Regions from separate parts of the Mus musculus genome. Here regions 1, 2, 3, 4, 5 and 6 are each linked to region 7. Evidence: chromatin contacts called from public HiChIP or PLAC-seq and promoter capture Hi-C data. All regions are on one chromosome and are shown on one strand. The core of a region is the stretch at or near the end of the contact, and the rest is flanking DNA. Distances in the headings are between cores, read along the strand shown.

Region 1 (3,016 bases), core at 158-2,657, 1.3 Mb after region 7:
TTTGAACTCAGGACCTTCGAAAGAGCAATCAGTTCCCTTACCCGCTGAGCCATCTCACCAGCCCGATTTTTTTTTTTTTTCATTCTTGTATTTACCCCGTATGTTTTTCCCCAAAGAAAATCTGTCCTTCAGATAACCGAGGGCTCTGTCTGAAAATTAAAACCACATCACTTCTGGGAAACCAAGGGACTGCTTTTTCTTAGGGTTTTATTTAATAATGCTGACGGGAGACGAACACAGTAAAGAGCCAGTAGGTATAGAACGCACACTCAAAGCTTACAGGCAATTATTTAGTATCACTGACATAGTAATGGCCTAGGGTGTTAATGACAATGAACCAATCGGCTAAGTCATGTAAGTATAATGCAACGCTATTCCTTTATCCCAGGAAATCAGGTAAGAACCATACGGTAAAAAAAATTAAATAAGAAAAATAGCAAAAGTAAAACTAAACCAAAGCCCTAAAACTAAAGGTATAAGCAATACAAACCTACAAAGTAAACAGGCAAAAAAAAAAAGTCATTGAGCTTGCACCTCTCTTGTTCAATTCCTTGTGCCTCAAAACAACATTTTGTGTAAATCCAGCACTGAGACCCCCAGATGAATATTAAAAAGGGTCAAATACAGCTCAGACCAGGGGCTGAGCCCACACTGCAGACCCGGGAGACACACCTCCCTCCCAGGCCCCCAGGCTGCTTTCAGCTTACGCGCTTCTTCTCGCGCAGTTTGGGGAGCAACAATCTGGGAGGAAAAGATTTCTTTGTGCGTGTGTGCGTGTGTTTTAGCCAAACTGACCTCACAAGCCGTCTCAGAAGGGGTTCTCTAGTTCAAAAGGAAAGGCCTTTGTGAGCATTCCGTCACAGAAGGGTGGGAGCCCCAAGGCGACTGCAGCCACCCGGAAGCTTGGAGCGTGGGCGGCGCGCAGGCCCGAACTCGGGACCCCTCGAGCAGCGAGCCGTGGGCAGAAACCCACGGACAGGGGCCCCCACCGCCGGAGAAGCGCGGGCCGGAACCCTCGGACGTGGAACCCACGGGCTGGGGAAGCGCAGGCCGCCCCGCGGAATCAGAACGCGGCGCCGAGGCCTCGGCCTGCCACCCGCGGCCCGGCCCGCCGCCCGCGCCTCCCGTACTCACTCACGCACAGCTCCACCACGTACGCGTAGTAGGACCAGACGACCACAAAGGTGATGAAGAGCACCGGAACCCAGCCCACCACGCGTTGGCAGCAGCGCCAGAGTGTCCAGGGCGCCATGTTCCTCTGCTGACTGCCGGGTCCCGCTGCCCACGATTCTGTAGGACCACAAGACCCCAGCGGCCCTGTCGCCAGCTTCCCCGCCCCCGAGGCTCCGCCGCCGCAAGCAGTGGCGAAGGGCGACGCCACAACTCCGCCCCTCCCTGCGCCTGGCCCGGGTCCGCCCCTGACCCCGCCCTCGGGCCCGCCTCCGGGCCCGCCTCTCATCCCGCTGCGAGCTGTGAAGGGCGACGCTGCAACTCCGCCCCTCCCGGCGCCTGGACCGGGTCCGCCCCTGCCCCGCATCCTGCCGCTCCGCCCCTAGTCCCGCGCCTGGCAATCCCCGTAGGGGGTGGGGCTACCCGGCCGAAGGAGGCGGGGCCTGAAGTTGGGGCGGGGCTTCTGCTCAGGCCCGCCCATGGGATTTGGGGGTGCCTTGGTGGAAAAGAGAGGAGAGTGCTAAGGATGTGTAGGAGGCCATCTAGGACTGGGTGACGAGAGGGATGGGGATGCGCAAGGGGAGAGGAATGAATTCTTAGCTGCCCTGTGTGCCTTGGGTGGCACTCTGTATAACACTCTTCCCCTAGGTCTTTCAGGACCCATACAAGTCGGGTTCCCTATTACATAAGGCTGTGCATCACTCAAGCGTGCAAGCAAGAAAAATATTATATATACTTAAATATAAGACTCCTGTGACTATAATGTGTCTCCAATGAAGAATCCCCTGGGATAATTTGGTCCACGTATCGCTCTCTCCACCATGTTTTGTTTGAATTGGTAGGAGCCTGAGATTTAAGGTGGAAGCCATATACAACAGGTCAGTTTGATTTGGAGTCCACATTTAAGGTTACACCATGAAAGCAGAATATAGAAACAGCCCTTTCCTGGAGTGGGATTTTCAAATATTTACAGCTGGAGATTGCTAAGTAATGACTGCAATCTTAGAATCTAGAAGCCTTGCTGTGAAACATCATAATGTACAATCATTAGGAATAATTTCATACATTCTTTTAAAACACAGTACATTCATTTATTTACATTCTATGTGCGGATGTGCATGGACCACTGCTCATGAGGATGTGTGGCCCAGGGGTTGTCTGAGGACAAATGAAAAGTTTTTAAGTTTGGTTTGGGTTGGTTTGGGTTTTGGCCCTGGGCATAGTGGCACATGCCTTTAATTCCACACACTCAGGAGGAAGAGGACAGTGGAACTCTGTGAGTTTGAGGTCAGCTAAAACAGACTATTTACTAAAGTCTCCAAGAAGAAGGTAACTGCTATTATAGTATGATAAAGACTTAGTAAAATGAGTATTAATATTTAGTCACCATACACTACTGTTACATTAAAGTAACATGTATACAATAAGAAAATTGCAACATGCCCTAAAGATGACATTAGGACCCAGAAGTGCACACCTTTAATACCAGCACTTGGGAGAGAGAGGCAGGTAGATTTCTAAGTTCAAGGCCAGCCTGGTCTACAAAGTGAGTTCCAGGACACCCAGAGCTACACAGAGAAACCCTGTCTAGAGAAAAAAAAAAAAAAAAAAAAGCAAACATATTCTGACTTCAAATTTTTGACTACATATTAGTGGCAAAATTGACCCAACTCTAGGGCACTAAGGTGGGTAAAATTCAGCTATTTTCCCAGAAAAACTGTCTCAAAGAATTAAGATACAACATGGAATCTGGAGGCTAAGGATGGAGCCCAGTGGAAGACCACATAAAACTCATGTGTGGTGATAGGTTCAGTTCCCAGTGAGGTGTGTGTGGGTGGTGGGTGGT
Region 2 (3,078 bases), core at 509-3,008, 1.7 Mb before region 7:
CTTCCAAGTCTCAGCTTCCCCTTTTCAAGGAATAAGGATCAAGCAGTCTCAGGAATGAGGTGAGAATAAAACTTATACATGTAAAGAAAGATCTGTGGCTCACACCTGCAATACCATTTGGACTGCTGGCATAGACAGATTGTGAGTTCAAGGTCAGACTGACCTACAAGGAAGAGAGAGAGAGAGAGAGAGAGAGAGAGAGAGAGAGAGAGAGAGAGAGAGAGAGAGAGAGAGAGAGAACAATCAAAACAATCAATTCCCATAATGGATTGCTACTATGATCATTGTGGCTTCTCCGGTGACCACACAGACAAGTGGGAACATCAAGGTTTAGTGGGAGAAGCAAGGGGAAGTAACAAGAAAGAACTGAAGGAAAGAAGCATAATTGGGTTGCCTCTTTCTGGCCTTAACTGGAGTTCCAGAGCTGAAGAAATGGCAACCTTCAGGAGTCCTGGGTGGGGGGAGAGGTGGGAGGATCAGCACACTGATGAGTGCCCTCCTGTGGATCTGCTGTAGTCAGAAAGCTTCTTGCCCTGGAAACTTGCTCTACAGAAAGATATTATCACATGCTGGATAGTGGTGCCTCGGGCCTTTAATCCCATAGTGTCTGAGGCAGAGGCAGGCCAATCCCTGTGAGATCGAGGCCAGCCTGCTCTATAGAAGTGAGTTCCAGGGCAGCCAGGGCTACACAGAGAAGAAACCATGTTTCAAAATACACACACACTCGGTTTTTATATATACATATTTTTACATATATATATATACATAAATGCACATATAAATAGATATATGTATATTATATATACATATATGTGTATATTATAAATATGTATATGGAATATATAAAAATATAAAAATATTTACATATACTATACTGATATACTTTATATTTATATGTATATTGATACATTTATAAATTATATATAACATATATATTTATACTTATAAACATATTTATATTGTATGTGTATATATAAAAGCACATATTTATATAAACATATGTGTATGGATAAATGTATATATAATCCATGTATATGTGAATGTAGATATTCACATGTAAATTATAGATATATGTAATCTGTAAAACAGGTATTAACCCAACATTGGTAACCTGTATTTAGAGAGGGTGTGTAAGATTAGTAAGCTTGTATCAATTTGTGCCTTTTATTGTTTGATTTTTGTTTTAAATAGTAAGAATTAACTCCTGTGGTGGGTAACAAATGAAAAGAAAATCAATCTGATTACAAAAGATGAAGATTGCTTGTGGACACTGTAAACCAAGGCCTGACACCTTGATACCTAGCTGAAACTCCAGCCAAGGAAGAGCCCACTGCATTAAAGGTCCTGAGGGGAAGTATTTTTGTGTTTAGTGTTTCTACTAGCCCCACAAGGGCAAGAGGTTGTTCCCAGCTTAATAGGAACTGCTCTGCTTTTCCTAGGCACGCAATCCAAGCTGGAAAGTTCAACAAGTGCGTGAACAGAAGAGACCTTCCGGAAATGCTGAATTTGCACTGAGCTGCTGAGGCCCGGTGTGTTTCTCTGGGGACACTGCGGGCTTCGCAGGCAGCCGGCACAGGTCACTATGGCCTCTGAACAGCCCTTCAATGGCCCTCTCTTCCTGGAGTTGTGGCTCTTCCCAGCCCTGCCTCCCAGCCCCGCCCCTCTCTCTGGACGCATCTCTGTGTCCCATCATCACCCGGCGCCGGGCCCTCCCTCCCTGCCCTCCCCTCCTCCCTCCTTCCTTCCTTCCCTTCCTCCCTTTCTCCCTCCCTCCCTCCCTCCCTCCCAGCTCCTCCACCAGGAAACAACCGGATTCCGGATCCCGGCTGCGGCCTGACCCGTGAGATTCCTTAACCTGGCTGGCGGGCGGGGTTGGAGACCAGCTAAGGGTGGGGGAATGGGAGGAGCTGGGCCTTTGGGCTGCTCTTGGGGGTACCGGGAATAGAGATGGTGTCGGCAGGAAGCCCGTGGTCCCGGGTTTCCCAAGAGGGCAGTCATTAAACACGGAATCGGTCCCACAGCTGGCAAAGCTTTGGAGGTAGGGGCCCAGTCCCAGGCGCTGCAGTTCCAGTTCTTTCCGGGCCAGACCCAGGCCTTTCCCACCTAGTTCTCTCTCCCTCCCCTTTTCAGGGCTCCACTCTAGCCGGGAGGATGAAAGGCCTCAGCTGGGGGCTCCCTGCCACCAGCACTGGGTCCTAAGAGCTGCCATCCAGGCTGGGTAAGTGTCCTCTTCCTTTCTGCCCCATTACAGCCCTTGGCTTTTCCCATCTTCCTATTCAGCCCCTGTCTCCTCCCTATCTTGTGCCTCTGCCAACATCTTCGCATCATGCTCCTGGGGAGGTCTTAAGCCCCTTCCTATAGCCAAAAAGGGGTGTGTGTGTGTGTGTGTGTGTGTGTGTGTGTGTGTGTGTGTGTGTGTGTGTGTATAGAGGTGGCATACAGCTGGTGCTGTCGTATGAAAGGAATCTGAAGTAGTCTAAAAATAAGATTTCCTGTTGCACACTTAATTTGACATGTTATACGTGGCCAGCTGCTTATGCTCTGAACCTCCCCATGACTTAAATCCGTTGCTCTTTCTTGGCCCTGCCCAGTGCCTCTGAGCATTTCACCTATCTCAGGAGCTTGATCAAATAGGAAATGTCCCTTCTTGCTCTCTGTCAATAATTTCCTTATATTTATGTCAGTCTGTCATCCTTGCCCCTTTCAGCCGCCCGGATGGCGACCCCAGCCTCAACCCCAGACACACGGGCTCTAGTGGCTGACTTTGTAGGCTATAAGCTGAGGCAGAAGGGTTATGTCTGTGGAGCTGGCCCTGGGGAAGGCCCAGCCGCCGACCCGCTGCACCAAGCCATGCGGGCTGCTGGAGACGAGTTTGAGACCCGTTTCCGCCGCACCTTCTCTGACCTGGCCGCTCAGCTACACGTGACCCCAGGCTCAGCCCAGCAACGCTTCACCCAGGTTTCCGACGAACTTTTCCAAGGGGGCCCTAACTGGGGCCGTCTTGTGGCATTCTTTGTCTTTGGGGCTGCCCTGTGTGCTGAGAGTGTCAACAAAGAAATGGAGCCTTTGGTGGGACAA
Region 3 (3,075 bases), core at 176-2,675, 1.9 Mb before region 7:
CTGTAACTCCAGTTCCAGAGGATTTGACATCCTCTTCTGGCCTCTGTGGGGACCCTTTGGGAGGCAAATCACCCATACACATAAAATAAAAATAAACCTTAAAAAAAAAAAAAAGACATCAACTGTCTAGTGTGAGATCACTTGCAATAAAAATAGTTTAAGAAAATACTGCTTCTGATGACAAGGAAAACAACACCATGTCTTCCCATTTACTTACTATAGTCTCCAAATAGCCCATTCTATCTAAACAAACCTTTTCTCTTACCTGTGAATTTGGCTGGAATGCAGCATGGGGTGTTGAGTGTTTTTGTAAATTTTCTAGCATTAGAGCCTGGTATAAAGAAGAGCAAAAATCAGAAACCGGGAGGGGGAACAAAAACGCAATCCAGGTCTCTACCTCTCCCACAGCCTTCTCATTCAATTACTTAAATATACATTTATACTATATTCCTTTCACCGAGACTAAAAGCCCTTTATTAATACTGTTCTCATTCATCTTCATAAGTCTCTTAAAGGTAGCCATGGTTACTGCTCCCAAATGTAAAACACAGGCACACAAAGAATCAGTGACCTGGCTATGTCACAAAAATCAGCAAAAATGACAGAATCGGAACTAGAATCTCTATTATTGTCTGCAATTTTGACTAGGAGCCACTTCTAAATCCGGTAATACAGGCAAAAAAAAAATTCCAAGTACTCAGAACAAGTTTCAAATCACATAAAACCAACAAGAGGCTAATTTGGATTTGACTATTATTTGATTAGTTTTTCAGAACTACAACTACTTAACTGAACTTGCACAACTTCCAGCAGTGTAACACCCGGACAAATAAAATGTATTAAAAATTTCACAGGGAAACTAACCACAGACCTTGTAACCAGTGGTCTGACCTAATCCACACCCACCCACAAACTGTCAGCTTCGGGATAAGCAACGGTCTGTCAACTCAAACCCTGAACTGACCCAGAGTCCCCATCAGTATTACGAGTCACGTATGCTAATGAACTCTAATAACACTAGTTCAGCTCACCTTCTTTCCCTCCATTTACACCAAAGCGATACACAGTATGTGTACCTCCCGACAAGCTCACCCTCACTACTCAAACCGACACAAAATCCCCAGCCTAAAGTAATCTGTCTCACCTCTCGTACCAATAGCCACCAAATACTTATCCAGACTGCTGCTCGATTCCCTATAAATTAGACAGCCGTCTCTGACCAAGTCTTTCTATCAAGGTTTCCTTTCACTTAATCTAGTCGAGCGGACATTTTTTACCCTATCACAAATGTCCTATTGCAGACATAGACAGCAACCCCATCCGCCCAACTGTATCCCTAACTCGGACCCAGCCCTGCTCGCCCCCTTAAGGCCAGCCACACCGGTGGTTGTAGAGGGATTTAACTCCTTCTGCAGCGCATGCGCCGACAACACAGACACAAACAAGGAGGGGGTGGGGGAAGAAGGAAGGAGCTTAAGACACTCCGGGAGAGTAGCGCGCACCCTCCCATTTTGGGCTCGCGCCGCTGCCGTTAAGGCGGGAACCGGCGTTATCTCTATCCCAGCGCCAGCCACACCAACCACCGTGCGCGTGGATCTGCAGGCTCGCGCTGGCGGCCTGAGAGAGCTCGCGCCGAGCCCGGACACTGCGCCTGCGCCGCGGCGGAGACTCGTCTCTACCGGGTCCGCTCCCCTCCGACACCTCGGCAACGCTGACTTCTCACCCCTTTGAGCCGCTTGACCAGGGCACTCTTCTGCCCGCTCTTGGCTAGGCCTCGCTGCTCCAGTGCGGCCTTCAGGTCGGTCACCCGCAGAGCCTGAAGAGGCTTCCCGTCCAGAGTCACCTCCTCCAGCTCCGCCATCTTGCGTGAGGTACTCGGGTCCGTCCCGACGGCTTCGGGCATCTTCGGTAATTTCCGCCAACGCCCTTCGAACGGACCGGATTGGCCCCGCCCACTGCCATAGTCTACCCCTCTATTACCGCTCAGAATTCCCCGGGTTTCTCCGGAGCTGTTCGGTCGTTTCCGTCCCCACATCGGTACCAATCGGCTTTTTCCATCTACCTAGCGGCTGGCCCCTCCCATCTGGCTTTCAGGCTCGTTTGTTTTCGGCTTGCCGGGGCTTTGAATCGAATCTCTTCGGAAGCCCTCGAATCTGGCATACCCATAATCGGAGATATTCGGCTATCTCCGGACCTGGGGGCCGGGGCGCTGGGGCACTTGGGTATTTGGGGCTGGTTCCGGACCGGAAGTGCGTGGGTTACTGGGGGCTGGCTCTGCTTCGGGTTTTCAGGAAACATGGAAGAGGCTCGGAGAGTTGGAGCAGGAGCTGAAGGACTCTTGTGATCTCTGGGCGTCTTCCAAGGGGAAAAGGAAGGTAAGAGGAAAAGAAGTCTCTCCTAGGCCAGATGAGACTTGGTGTCTGCAGGTTTTTGGGGACCCCTCCTGCTTCCATCTTCTATATCCCGGCCATTCTGTGTAAGAAATACTTTGTCCTGTGGGGCTAAGGAATGAGAGACCTGCGGCTTCCTACGTGGGAAAAAGAAAAATCAGGTCTTTTGAGTTTATTAATGACAATAACCATGGAAGCCATGTAGCAAGACCCTGGGTTAAAAATTACCTTTCTCTGAAAAAGAGAAGTTTTAGGAGAAACTTCTCCCTGTAGAGCCACTTTGAAACTGGCAGTCACCCTGAACCGGGACTTAGAACTTACGTTTAGGGATTCTATTCTTTGTCGATACAAATCTTCCAACTTGAAGAGGTAGGAACAGCAGTAGTAATTACGGTCATAGAGAGGTGAAGGTTTTCGTTGTTGGAGAAACAAACTGTAGGACGGAAACATTTTGGAATAAGTTGGCTTACATTTGCACACATAATGCAAAGTCAGTGGCACTTGCAGGTATAAACCATTAAGGAAAACTGTTCAGAGATGTGCATCAATAGCACACTTTTTAGGCCAAGTCAAGAAAGCAAAGGCATTTTTTTTTTCAGAACCTGAAAAAAGTTAGTGTGGCTTCTGATTTTCTGCTACCTTATTTGAGACAAGACTTAGCCTGCTCTAAAGTTTACTGGTGTGG
Region 4 (2,878 bases), core at 23-2,522, 2.0 Mb before region 7:
TTGCCTCCTCTTGCCCCTACCCCAAGTACCCCTCCCAGGACCCCACCCCCACCCCCGTTCAGTAACTGGACTAGAATATTGTCTCACACACTTTCCCAGATGTGGAGTTTTCCAAACAAATCCCAACCAATAAAAGGTCACTTTGTCAAAATGCCAGGAGATTCCCTTCTGGTACCTCCCCCCAAAACTACTCATAAAGGCTAAAATATACACAGTTGCATGTTTAGGAAGGAAAACCAATAAAAAACCAAAAGCATTTAAAAAGTCACTAAAAGGCTCTGGACTACACACTCAGTCCCCGTCCCCCCCACTTCGTTTGCCAAACACACTGACTGCAGGCTTTGGGGCAATTATTTAATTATTCACTAATCTGATATAAAAAGAAGCAGAAAAGAAGGTAAATTCCAATAGGATGAAAGTTCTTAAGTATGCTAAGTGCAGGATTTCCTCTACGCTTTACTTTGCATTTGAAATCCTGTTTTGATCACATTTGGGAACACAGAGGGGAAAAAACATCCTAAGGTCTATTTTACACACATAAAATCAAATGAAAACACTTTAAAAATAAAATCCGATAACAGCACATATACACATACTTTACATAAATACAAAGAATAAACCACAAGATGAATCCATACGAAATGGTATGTTTTAAGTGTACATACACACAAATGTCCTCATGAAATTGTGTGTGCAAAACACTGTGAGAGAGCTTTCCCTTCTCTCCTGGGAAATGAGTGTCCCAATTAAAATAACCCAGTATATTTAATCTATTGGCCTGTCACACTCGCTGCTACATTGCTGCTACAGCACTTGGTTTTGGTTCTGAGTGAGTGTGTCTAAAATACATGCCAAAGGCTTTGTGAGGGCACCTCAAATCTCTCTGTTGCCTGTGGTAGAAATTCACATTATCGCTTTAACCCGATTAAAAACAAATCTATACTTCCCCAAGCGACTAAAATTTAAATCCTTCAACCACAAAATTTACCAATTCTTAAAATGTGATCCAAAAAGAAAAAAAAAATCTGTAAATTGGTCTGGGAACAGTTGCACACGGCTTCTCAACTTGGTATATTTTTAAACCTCGACCAGGAAAAAGAAAGAGAAAGAGAGACAGGAAAAGAAATGGGGAAAAGAGCAAATTCCCCTTAGCAACAGTTTCCTCACCCCAGCACTGCCACAGATCTCTATTTTTAAAAATTTGGAAAACGCACACAAGATGAAGGAGGAAAAAAAATGGAAAAAGGATACTCGAAGGTCGTATGGCTCTTTGTATTCGTGTGTGTGCAAAAAAGGAGGACTCGCGGAGCCGGAGCTCACAAGCCCCGCCCCTTCCCGGCCGCCCGCCCGGATTGGCCGCCGCCCGCCCCGCCCGCAAGCACACGCGCCGCACCCGAGGCGCCCGTCCGGGGGGCCCCCGAGGGCCGCGAGCTCCCGGACCTGGCCGATGCGCCCACTGCCCTTCCCTTTCTCCTCGCTGTCCGCTCATCTTTCCCGTCTCGTTCTCCCTCCCCGCCCCCCAAGCCAGGCTCAGAAGAACCACCCTGTGAGTGAGCGCCCTCTGACATTGCTAAGCTGGGAGAACTAGCGAACTTGGGACCTCTTAGGCTGATTGAGCGTCAGGTTTGGGGGGCGAGGCCCTCCAACCCTTGGTTTCCCAGGCCAGTGTCTCTGGGTCACACAAGTTGTCTAGCAGCCCACCTTTACATGAACATCTATGAGTGTAACGTTGTTCAAGTGAGAGGCTAAGTAGCCTTACACTTGGGGCTTGTTTTTGCACAGCCTGAGCCAGGCTCCCCTACTAGGCTAAAACCACATTCTGAAGAAACCAAAATGTCTCCCTCACACACCCTGCATGTAGACCATTGCTTAAACCTCGATTTTAAGCAGTCCATAAACCGGTCTCACTGCACCTTTTTATTATAAAACGTTTGCGCGAACACACACACACACACACACTAACATACATACATACATACGTGTGTGTGTGTGTGTGTGTGTGTGTGTGTGTGTGTGTGTGTATTTTTTCTTTTGGTGGGGGCACTCGCGTGCCGCAATGCAAAGTGTGGCAATTAGGGGACAACTTGTGCCAGGTGTGGTGGCGCATGCCTTTAATCCCAGCACTCGGGAGGCAGAGACAGGCGGATTTCTGAGTTCGAGGCCAGCCTGGTCTATAAAGTGAGTTCCAGGACAGCCAGGGCTATACAGAGAAACCCTGTCTCAGAAAAAAGAAAAAAAAAAAAAAAAAAAAAAAAAAGAATAGGGGACAACTTGCAGGAATTCTCTCCACCTAGAGGGTCTGAAGGATCAAACTCAAGTCCACAGGGGTTTGGCAGCCTTCACCAGTGTCTCTGCTGGACACTAAGTTCTCTTTCTCCCCCCCCCCTCTCCCTCTCCCTCTCCGTCTCTCTCTCTCTCACCTATTTATTTATGTTTTAATATCTGAAACCCATGACCCTTCTCAAGTCTTCTTTCTAGGACTTCCTGCCTTTTCCTCCTCACTCGAACCCCTGACCTATGAGTTTATAAAAGAAAATGAAAAGAACTCTAAAAATGGTGATGCATGCTTTAACCACATTAAAAGAAAAAGATGTGTTCCCGTTTCTTTTTCCCTCTTGTTCTGGAAGCAGTTTCTATGCTTCTGGCTGTGGCCTGGCTGTGTTGAAGAGGAGACTGCAGACGTCTCCAGCTTTGCACAGCAATGTTGACATGGCTTCTTACAGAGGGTAAGCGACTGTGACAGTACAGGGGCACAACACACAGAGGCATGTGTCATTATGTGTGGCCGGAGGATGGCTCTGTCTCCAGGGGAACAGGCTTCACTGGGCATTAGCTTCTACTCCCAGTCACCGTCCTCAGTCTCCGTATGCCTCCTCGC
Region 5 (3,021 bases), core at 453-2,952, 1.3 Mb after region 7:
AAGTTTGTGCAGAGGTAATGTTTTAGTGAGACTACAGACTAACAAACACTTGGTGAAAAGAACTTTTATACAGTTGAAATACTAATGAACTTTAGTATAGTATGCCGAATTAGCTCAACAACATAAACAAATAAAGCATATTTTAATTCCCTAAAATAAGAACAGTTACAAAAAAAAAGCTACAACAGTAAGTGATGTCTGTTACGAATTAAATAGAAAATACATATACTCTTTTTACTTTTCTGTATTTGAAATTTCCTACAGTACATGTTACTTTTATAGTCTCCAAAACATTTCCAAATGGAGAGTTAGTTATAAGTAAGAGGAATCTGTGTCTACGGGGTGCAATTTTTGCTTTGTTTCTGTTTTTCAAAACAGGGGTTTCCTGTATATCCCTGGATGTCCTGGAACTCGATTTGTAGATCAAGCTGGCCTCAAACTCAGAGATCTGCCAGCCTATGCCTTCTAGAGTGCTGGGATTAAAGGCAAGTGCCACTACATTCGACCTACTGGGTGCGAGACAGATTACATTTATGACATTTTATGATAATCTCAAAATCTGAACTACTTTTGCATCGATTTTTTTTCTTTTTTTTCTTTCTTTCTTTTTTTTTTTTTTTTTGGACAGGGTCTCACTAAGCCTGGTTGATTGGTCAGGTGCTAGCCTGGAACTCGCAAAAATCTACCTCCTTCAGCTTCTTGAGTGTTGGGATTCATGGCGGACGCCACTCCGTGACCTTGCAACTTTTTAAAAAAATCTCAGGCTGGGCTTGGTGGCGCACACCTTTAATCCCAGCACTCGGGAGGCAGAGGCAGGCGGATTTCCGAGTTCGAGGCCAGCCTGGTCTACAAAGTGAGGTCCAGGACAGCCAGGGCTACACAGAGAAACCCTGTCTCGAAAAAAAAAAAAAAGAAAAAAGAAAAAAGAAAAAAATCTCTAGTACAAGTTAGAAATGATGTTTAATTTTATTATTAAAAAATAAAACAAGAGGCGGGAGAGATGGCTCAGTGGCTAAGAATACTGGCTCCAATTCTGGAGGTCCTAAGTTCAATTCCCAGCAACTACAAGGTGGCTCACGACCATGTATAATGGGATCTGCTGCCCTTTTCTGTCGTGCCTGCATCCACGCAAATAGAGCATTCATATACATATATAAACAAATCTTAAAACAAACAAAAAAACAGCAGTGCCGAGTATTTGTACTTCAAATAGAGTGTTAGTGGAGAAAATGCAGATGCTTGCTTCAATAGGGGCCCATTCGAGTGAGACGAAATGACTTTACACGTACAGAAAACAGGGTTTTAGTGCGTCTTAATACAGTTGCCACTGGATGTTGTTAACAAACACCCAACCACCCGCTCGCCTGCGGCCACAAGGAGAATTTGTCCGCACAGTTTCCATCACAGATCAGCTACGCCCCTTGGACGACACCGCCCGCTGAGAACCGCACTCTCCCGCCCGCGCCCACTCACCGCTGTCCTCGCCGTCCAGCGCTCTCAGCAGCCGGGCCGTCTCGCTGTCCAGCGTGGTGGCCAGACCCCGCAGCTTACAGTGGAAACTCTGGATGGGGTTCATGCTGAGGGCCGCCGAGCCGACTGCTGACCTCCAGTCCCCTCGAACGAACGCGCTACACATTTGAATCCTGCGCAGGCGCAGAAGGCGTCTCTCGCGAGAGCGGAACTCTAGCATCAGGGCCCCAGAGAGACCGGAAGCAGCGCGCCGCCGCATCGGTCGGGGGACGCGGAGCGCCGAGGGGAGCGTGTCCCGGGCCGGTTGGTACGCGAGGTGGGTTTTCGGGGAGCCCCCACCCCCATATCCTGCAGTGTAGTCGGCTCCCGGCCACTCACTTCCGGCGAGAGGCCGAGCGTGCTCTGGATTCGGCCGCGGGATGTGGGCGCAAGCTTGGCACGCCGGTTGCTCGCTTCCCGGGTCCGGGGCTCAGCGACCGCGGCTTTCGTGTCATTTCCTCAGGAGGCACCATGTTCCTCACCGCTGTCCTCCTCCGCGGCCGCATTCCGGGCAGGCAGTGGATCGGGAAGCACCGGCGGCCGCGTACCGTGTCTTTCCAAGCGAAGGAGAGCATGATCCGTCGCCTGGAGGTGGAGGCCGAGAACCACTACTGGCTCAGCATGCCCTACATGACAGCAGAGCAGGAGTGCGGCCACGCCGCGGAGCGACGGGCCCAGGCTTTTGAAGCCATCAAGGCAGCGGCCACTTCCAAGTTCCCTAAGCATAGATACATTGCAGACCAGCTAGACCATCTCAACATCTCGAAGAAATGGTCCTAACCCTTCAAGATTATGGATACCGGACTGCTCTATCCTTACTTGGTCCTGGAGCTGAGAAAATGTAATTTATGTACCAGTGTGACCCCTTCGACCAGTATCTTATTAAAGCAAACATGATTGATTAATAGTTGTCTCATACGGAATACTTGGGACCCTACCTAGGCGTTTGTTTCACACCTGTAATCCCAACATTAAGAGGTGGAGGCAGGAAAATCTTTGCTGATGTAGTTAGTAAGACCTAGACTCAGAAGGCCAAAAGAGACTGTTTGAGGCTCCATATGTGCATAATCGGTCTATTTTCAGGGTTGTTTTTTATTTTTTCTGGCCTAAAGCTTGCAGCAGCCCTCCCTGTGCCTAGCTACTGGAATTACAGGCATGGTTCCCTGCCCTTCTGTAAAATGTGGGGTTTTTTTTTTTTTTGTTTGTCTCACTATATAGCCATAGAACTTGCTGTATAGGCTAGGCTGGCCTTGACCTCCGAGATCTACTGGCCTCTGCCTCCCAAGTGCTGTGACTAAAGGCAAGTGCCACCATACCTTGCACCTTTTAGATTTAAATGCTGTAAAACTACAAACTGATGAGTCTTAAGGCTGAGGTACTTGGCTAGAGCTTTGTTGTACAAGGGGTGTTTTCTTACTTTCTGTCTAGGATAGCCATTCTCAACCTGTTGGGCATGACCCCTTGTGGTGGTTGCAGAACCCTTTCATGAGGCTGAGTATCAGAGATTTGTAT
Region 6 (3,055 bases), core at 67-2,566, 1.2 Mb after region 7:
CATCAGAGCCTCTGGAACTGGAGTTACAGGTGTTTTGAATTGTAGCCTGGTCCTCTGTAAGAACCTCAAGTGAAGAGCATTCTCATAATGTCTCTGGATATACTCCTAGCAAAGATTTTCTCTAGAGTCTATCAGCAAGAAGGGGTTGTAAGGACTAGAGGATGACTAGCAAGGAACCCTAAAGAATCCAAAGTGTGTGCCAGCTTGCCTTCTCACCGGAGTTCAGAAGTGCCAAGGCCAACAGCTGCTACTGGCAGTGTCTAATTTTTGCAGATATACTACATCCGATTTGTTTGTAAAGCAATCTATTAAAAGCAGTCACCAGATCTTTAACGAACTCTCTGGGTTAGCAGTGACATTCCGAACCTTACATGCTTACTGTCTAGATTTCATTTTTAAAGCAACTGCTTTAAAATGGAGCTATGGGGTTTATGTTTTAGTATCTATAGCATATTGTGAAGGTTTCTTTCTTCCTTCCTTCCTTCCTTTCTATCTTTCCTTCTTTCTCTCTCTCTCTCTCTCTCTCTCTCTCTCTCTCTTTCTTTCTTTCTTTCTTTCTTTCTTTCTTTCTTTCTTTCTTTTTCTGAGACAGGGTTTCTCTGTGTAGCCCTGACTGTCCTGGAACTCACTCTGTAGACCAGGCTGGCCTCAAATGCAGAAGTCAGCCTGCCTCTGCCTCCCAAGTACTGGGATTAAAGGAGTGCGCCACCACTGGCCGGCATGAAGGTTTTTTCAATCAGTCTTTCTCACTGATACTTTTGTAGTTTTTGTTTTGAAACAGGCTCTCTCCACATAGCCCTGACTGTCCTGACACTCTGAAGACCAGGTGAAGGTATGCATCACCATGCCGCTGGATTTGCCTCTCTTGAATTTTGCGTGACATAAAAAGAGCCTATTTCATTCATAGCCCCTAAACAGACAGCTTTACCCCATCATCTACAGAAAAGGTATCATTTCGCTGGCCTTGCAGTACCTTTCTGCACTGGGGGTCCATATTAACCAGTTCAGTCGGTTTATCATCACTATGACTACCTGGTTCATATTTTTACATGTCATGTGAATTTTCTTAAGTTTTTCGTGATCGCTACACATTTTCATCACTACGCATGAAAATATTACGTTAAGCTGACCTGGGCAGTGAGCACGTAAGAAAACAACTAAGAACGATCAAGACGCCTGTAGAGCACTGCGCATGCGTGTGCCCCACCCCTCTCCCCAAGGCAACACGTACGCGCGCGCGTGCGTGCGTGTGCACCCACACATACGGAAATACGCCTGCGCCATGCGATGCCCCGCCTTGCCACTCGTTTCCTATAAAACCTCGTGCCTTTCCTCGCGAGAGACGACTAGCTCATGCTCGCCGCAGGGGTCGGAGGTCAGGGCGAGCGTCTCCCGGGCCGAAGGAGGAAGATGGCGGTGGAGTCGCGCGTTACCCAGGAGGAAATTAAGAAGGAGCCGGAGAAGCCGATCGACCGCGAGAAGGTGCGGGTTGCGGGCGGCTGCGGGGCAGAGGTGGCAGCAGCGGCGAGCTGGCGGGAGGGCGGGCGCGGCCTGCGGACGGGTGGGCGGGCAGGCCAAATGGCGCGCCCGAGGCTGACTCCCTGCTTCTCCGCAGACCTGCCCGCTCCTGCTGCGGGTCTTCACCACCAACAACGGCCGCCACCACCGAATGGACGAGTTCTCCCGCGGGAACGTGCCTTCGAGCGAGCTGCAGATCTACACCTGGTGAGCCGCGCGGGACCCGGGCCTGGCGGGCTGCGTCCTCGGGGACAGCCAGGGCGGGCTCGCCCGCCGTGTGACGCCTTTCGGGAGTGGGGATGAAACGTTAGGTCAGAGTGAACTGACCGGCGTCGCTCTCGCCGTGTGGCCGCCCGGTACAAAAGGATACGTAGGTAGCTTACGGTGCGGTAGGATAAGATGGTAGAGGACGGGGAGGGAGATGGCTGTTGAGTGAACCGTGTTCGCAGAGTGGAGGCAATGGGAAGCCTCGAGCCACGCAGCACCAAGATATTAAAAAGCACCATCAACACCGAGCCCTTTCTGCCCCGGCCCTTGGTGTCAAAGCGTTTGGTGTTTGCACGGTGAGGACGGCTGTCCCAAGTGTTTCATCTCCGAGTACCTGCCTTGCTCAGGACCCACGCAGCTAGGACCGTTACAGGCTTGTCCTTTGGATTGTGTCAGGTTGACACTGTAATAGCTTTGGAAAAGCAGCAAAGGCGAATTTTAATACATTTTTGTTGCGGTGGTAAGATACACCACAAAAGAGTCCCTTTCTCGGGAAAACAGACAAACAACCCCCCATCCCCCCACCCCCATCCAAAACACGAGCTAGTGATTGAATTTATAAGGGAAAACTACTGAGTAGCGGCTGAATTTAAGCCACTCTCCACATACTAAAATTCCGTGTCCCCCAACAAATGAATTTTCCAGCTTGCCCGGACTTTGCTTAAGTGCTGCTTTTCTATTCCGTGAGCCCAGCTTTCTAAAGAGGGTTATCTCTCTGTTATCTGTAGAGATTGTTCCAGAACCACATGGATATCAAAATCTTGGAATAATCAAGTTTTTCACTTTAAAAATGTAGTGTTTACTGTACACACCTTTCAGCATATGCTCTTGAGACTTTCTGCTATAAAGCTTACCCTTCTTCTGCTAGGGCACTCAGACTGTAAAAGCTTGTTTAATTTTTAAAAATTGCCTCAAAAGAAAATCAGAGTTTATGCCAGCATTGAAGTTCACTAGGAACGATATATAAAATTTCGGAGTTAATTGCAGAATAGAGTATGAATTCTGGCCAGGTAAAATTTAGTTGCAAAAATACATAAGAAGGTAACAGTTGTCTGAAGTTTTATAACTTATTTTATTACACAGTGAACTACATACAGTTATGAAAAAATAAGATTTTACTTGAACTATGCACACTGGTGTATGTATAGTTTGTGTCAGTTTCGATATTATATCTTCCAAATTGTAATTTGTTTTTTATGTATATGTGTGTTTACCTTCATGTATGTGTGTGCCCCGCATAAATGCCTGGTGCCTACTGAGGTCACAAGTG
Region 7 (3,203 bases), core at 137-2,636:
CCTGCCATGAAAGACTGTACACCCTAGGACTGTAAGCCAGCACACCCTCTCCTTCCAAAAGCTGCTTCTATCAGAGCAATAAGACAAGAAACTAGTAGTACAGTAAAAATGTCTCCTTTTCTGCTTTGCTTTTTAAGAACTCACTAAAGATCTTTGACTTCTGATCCTCCTGTCTGTACCTCCAGTCTGTAGGGACTACACACATATACCACCAACCCTGTTTTTAATACAGTATTAGGGACTGAACCCAGGGCTTCACACAGCACTTTAACCTGCTGAAGCATATCCTCAGTCCAGTAAAGACGTTTCTAGGGAGGGGGAGGTGGCTCAGTCCCTAGAGTGCTTGCCTGGTAAGCATAAAGACCGGAGTGTAACACACCCCCCCACCATTTTAAAAAGGAAAAAGCTGGAAGCTGGCTAGGTGGCTCAGTGGGTAAAGTATTTGCCCTACAAGCCTGATGACATGAGTCCTATACCCAGTCATGTCAAAGAAGAAGAGAAATCATAAGCACACATATGTGTATGCATGCAAACAAATATAGTATATTATATATACTATATATAAAGCCATATAATATACATATAAAGCCACACATAATGGTATGTGCTTGTAACCCCAGTGCTGGGAGGAAGAGACTGGTAGATCCTTAGTGCTCACTGGCTACCTAGCCTAGTACACATAATAAGTTCCAGATCATTTGGCACCTGAGGACAGCACCCAATAAATCATGTCACCAAAATTCACCTTTTACATTCAATTCTCTAGTCTAGACCTTATAGTCTCGTTTCATTCATCATATTCTGAAATTATTAATGGAATTATTTCTAAATCAGTCCCTACTCAGTACATTTCTGATTCTAGCGCCCAGGGCCCACACATGTGAAGCAAATAACCAGCTGAGCTGTCTAGCCCTAGACCCATCGTTTGAGCGTCTCCAATTAGTGATGGATGCTATTGTGCGCTTCAAACTCAGAAGTTCTCATTTTCTTCCACTGTTGCTGCTGAAAATCGAACCCAGGGGCCCACAAATGTTAGCCAAGCTTTCTACCAATGACCTAGCTCTTCAGTCCTAAATTCTCTCTGATGCCCCTTTGGGAAATTTGTTTCTTACCTGCCCTGGGATTCCAGCACCCTATTTAACCCCAATCCGTAATCATTTCTCTGTCAAAAGTCCCCATCCATCAAGTCTCCCAGATTCGAATTTTGGGTTTACTCCTACTGGCAATTTACACTCTGAAAAAGAAAGTGAAAGTCCTGAACGCTAGGCTGATCTGGAAAGCTGAGGCCACGCCTTCTCCCCAGCTGGACAGTCGCAGGACATCCCTCTAAGGGGCGTAGGTCCGGTGTTCAGGAGCCGCAGCCACGGTCCCGCCCCGCCGCGCCCCACCTAACCCGGCTGCGCCTGGAGCGGAAGCACCAAGGCTGGAACGCTGGCTGCGGAGCACGGAGGAGGGGACCATCCGACACCAGGAAGGGCCAGGCGGGATCTCCGAGCAGGTGCGTGGGTACCCCAGGAGGCTGTCTGACAGCCCGAGGGTCCCCGGTAGTCTCTGGTGGTCTTGACCTTCTGAGGCCTGGCTCAGGGTCAGCGGCCCTAGGAGGGGAGTGCCAGGGGAGGGGAGGTCAATGTTGACTGCGCCATCAGACCCACTGCTGTTTTGGGAAAATAACTGCAACAGAACGCAACATTTCTTTACTTTCTGAAAGTTGAGGAAACTTTTGGTAGAAGAAAATAACTCATTGAGGTCTGGAGTTGAAATTTAGCCGAATCTGACTAAGCTCCGGGTCCTATTAAGACAAAAAATAAGTAAAAAAGATGGGGTGAGTTAATTTGCAGTTTTAGCCAAGACTGGGAATAGAGAAATTCTTAGTCTGTCTAGGCCTTACCTATGGCAGTTACAATTTATGTTAATGAAAAAGGGGAAGGCCAGGAAATCCGCCCCACGTAGATTTGTCCTTAGGTTGGATTTATGCCTCTGTCCTACTAAAGGTACTTCCGGTGCTATGGCTATTCTTGGTTGTTAAATTGACGCACCTGGAAAAAAATGAACCTCAATTGAGAAATCGCCTCCGTCAAATTGACCTCTGGGGTGTGTCTGCAGAGCATTTTCTTGATTGCTAACTGAAGGAAGAGAGCTTAGCCCACTGTAGGCACCGCTTCTGGGCAGGTGGTCCTGGATTGTATGAGGTGAGCAGAAACAGAAAGCAAGCCAGTAAACTGCGTTCTTCCTTGACCACTAATTAATCTACTCACTTTACATGCCAATCACAGCCTTTAATCCAGTCAGTTCCTTAAATTGTGCTACTGTTATGAATAGTAAGTAAAAATATCTGTGTTTCCTATAGTCTTAAACCCACTGTCAAAGGGGTCAAGATTGAGAACCACCGGCTTCCACGTTCCTGTCAGGGGTTCATGCCCTGACTTTCATGTTTGACTGTAAGCAGTGAGATGAGGTAAGGAAGAGTAACAACAGGATCAAAGCTGGGATCTGTCTCAGGGCAGCCAATAGGAAGACGGCTTGTGATGGGCTCCCCTACGACACGCTGAAAGGAAGAAACGTGGGTGTTCACTCCCTAGCGAGGCAGCCTTCTCTCTCCACTGTGCAGTTTTTTGTTTTGTTTTGTTTTTTCGAGACAGGGCTTCTCTGTATAGTCCTGGCTGCTCAAGAACTTTTTCTATAGACCAGGCTGGCCTCAAGCTCAGAGATCAGCTTGCCTCTGCCTCCTGAGTGCTGGAACCAAAGGCGTGCACCACCACCACCACCACCACCACCACCACCAGGCTCGAGTTTGATATTTAAAAGCTATTGGAAATGACTTTTTTCCCTTCAGGTCTTTTTGACACGTTTGTATTTGGTTCAGTGAAAGGATGCCTATGTTTTGTTTGTTGGTTTTTTTCTGCTACTTTTCTAAAAGTGTTTTTCAAGTCTAAGGATTTTCTGGTAGAAGCCAGTCATGGGGGCACACCCCAGTAATCCTAACACTCTGGAGGCTACAACAGGAGGATCACCATGAGTTTGAGACCTGAGCTTCACAGTGAGCTCTAGGCCAGCAGGTACAGATTGGATCTCAACATTATACCAGGCCGGTGAGGTGTAGTGGTACACACCTTCAAGCCTAAGACTCGGGTGAGAAAGAACTCTGAGATCGAGCCCAACCTGGTCTACATAGCAAGTTCTAGGCTAGCCAAGGCTAAAAAAAA

Evidence for each region. Promoter capture Hi-C pulls out the DNA fragments that hold promoters and counts their contacts. HiChIP or PLAC-seq counts read pairs in DNA pulled down with a chosen protein or histone mark.
Region 1: a contact with region 7 is called in a promoter capture Hi-C map of pre-B cells, with 5 times the contacts expected there. The contact joins the promoter of Zdhhc20 here to the promoter of Parp4 in region 7. A contact is called at or near these places in 5 of 39 promoter capture datasets (the C10 cell line, liver, neutrophils and 1 more) and 1 of 115 datasets of contacts at active chromatin or transcription factors (astrocytes).
Region 2: a contact with region 7 is called in a promoter capture Hi-C map of liver, with 5 times the contacts expected there. The contact joins the promoter of Bcl2l2 here to the promoter of Parp4 in region 7. A contact is called at or near these places in 3 of 39 promoter capture datasets (liver and pre-B cells).
Region 3: a contact with region 7 is called in an H3K27ac HiChIP or PLAC-seq map of thymic regulatory T cells, with 7 times the contacts expected there. The contact joins the promoter of 1700123O20Rik here to the promoter of Parp4 in region 7. A contact is called at or near these places in 1 of 39 promoter capture datasets (liver) and 1 of 115 datasets of contacts at active chromatin or transcription factors (thymic regulatory T cells).
Region 4: a contact with region 7 is called in a promoter capture Hi-C map of liver, with 3 times the contacts expected there. The contact joins the promoter of 4931414P19Rik here to the promoter of Parp4 in region 7. A contact is called at or near these places in 2 of 39 promoter capture datasets (liver and pre-B cells).
Region 5: a promoter capture Hi-C map of pre-B cells shows a contact between it and region 7, with 4 times the contacts expected there. The contact joins the promoter of Mrpl57 here to the promoter of Parp4 in region 7. A contact is called at or near these places in 5 of 39 promoter capture datasets (cranial neural crest, liver, maxillary cranial neural crest and 2 more).
Region 6: a contact with region 7 is called in a promoter capture Hi-C map of pre-B cells, with 4 times the contacts expected there. The contact joins the promoter of Sap18 here to the promoter of Parp4 in region 7. A contact is called at or near these places in 6 of 39 promoter capture datasets (the C10 cell line, cranial neural crest, liver and 2 more) and 1 of 484 Hi-C or Micro-C datasets (B cells).

The regions. Positions count from the first base shown.
Region 1 is chr14:57,888,929-57,891,944 of GRCm38.p6, forward strand. Zdhhc20 (zinc finger, DHHC domain containing 20) reads right to left here and starts at 1,408. Exons shown (of 13, transcript NM_029492.5): 1 at 1,135-1,408. The coding sequence starts at 1,252.
Region 2 is chr14:54,881,667-54,884,744 of GRCm38.p6, forward strand. Bcl2l2 (BCL2-like 2) reads left to right here and starts at 1,759. Exons shown (of 4, transcript NM_007537.1): 1 at 1,759-1,840; 2 at 2,131-2,218; 3 at 2,708-3,078. The coding sequence starts at 2,716.
Region 3 is chr14:54,684,746-54,687,820 of GRCm38.p6, forward strand. It overlaps 1700123O20Rik (RIKEN cDNA 1700123O20 gene), which reads left to right and starts at 1,426. Exons shown (of 2, transcript NM_021437.2): 1 at 1,426-2,375. It overlaps Acin1 (apoptotic chromatin condensation inducer 1), which reads right to left and starts at 2,186. Exons shown (of 19, transcript NM_023190.3): 1 at 1,724-2,186; 2 at 266-331. The coding sequence starts at 2,035.
Region 4 is chr14:54,604,636-54,607,513 of GRCm38.p6, forward strand. 4931414P19Rik (RIKEN cDNA 4931414P19 gene) reads right to left here and starts at 1,273. Exons shown (of 7, transcript NM_028890.2): 1 at 1,168-1,273.
Region 5 is chr14:57,824,537-57,827,557 of GRCm38.p6, forward strand. Mrpl57 (mitochondrial ribosomal protein L57) reads left to right here and starts at 1,703. Exons shown (of 2, transcript NM_026401.2): 1 at 1,703-1,786; 2 at 1,973-3,021. The coding sequence starts at 1,981. The coding sequence ends at 2,289. It overlaps Ska3 (spindle and kinetochore associated complex subunit 3), which reads right to left and starts at 1,627. Exons shown (of 9, transcript NM_198605.3): 1 at 1,474-1,627. The coding sequence starts at 1,576.
Region 6 is chr14:57,796,873-57,799,927 of GRCm38.p6, forward strand. It overlaps Sap18 (Sin3-associated polypeptide 18), which reads left to right and starts at 1,317. Exons shown (of 4, transcript NM_009119.3): 1 at 1,317-1,482; 2 at 1,616-1,725. The coding sequence starts at 1,354. It overlaps Mir3077 (microRNA 3077), which reads left to right and starts at 1,552; the gene lies at 1,552-1,615.
Region 7 is chr14:56,574,233-56,577,435 of GRCm38.p6, forward strand. It overlaps Parp4 (poly (ADP-ribose) polymerase family, member 4), which reads left to right and starts at 1,387. Exons shown (of 35, transcript NM_001145978.2): 1 at 1,387-1,498. It also overlaps a transcript of Cenpj not described here.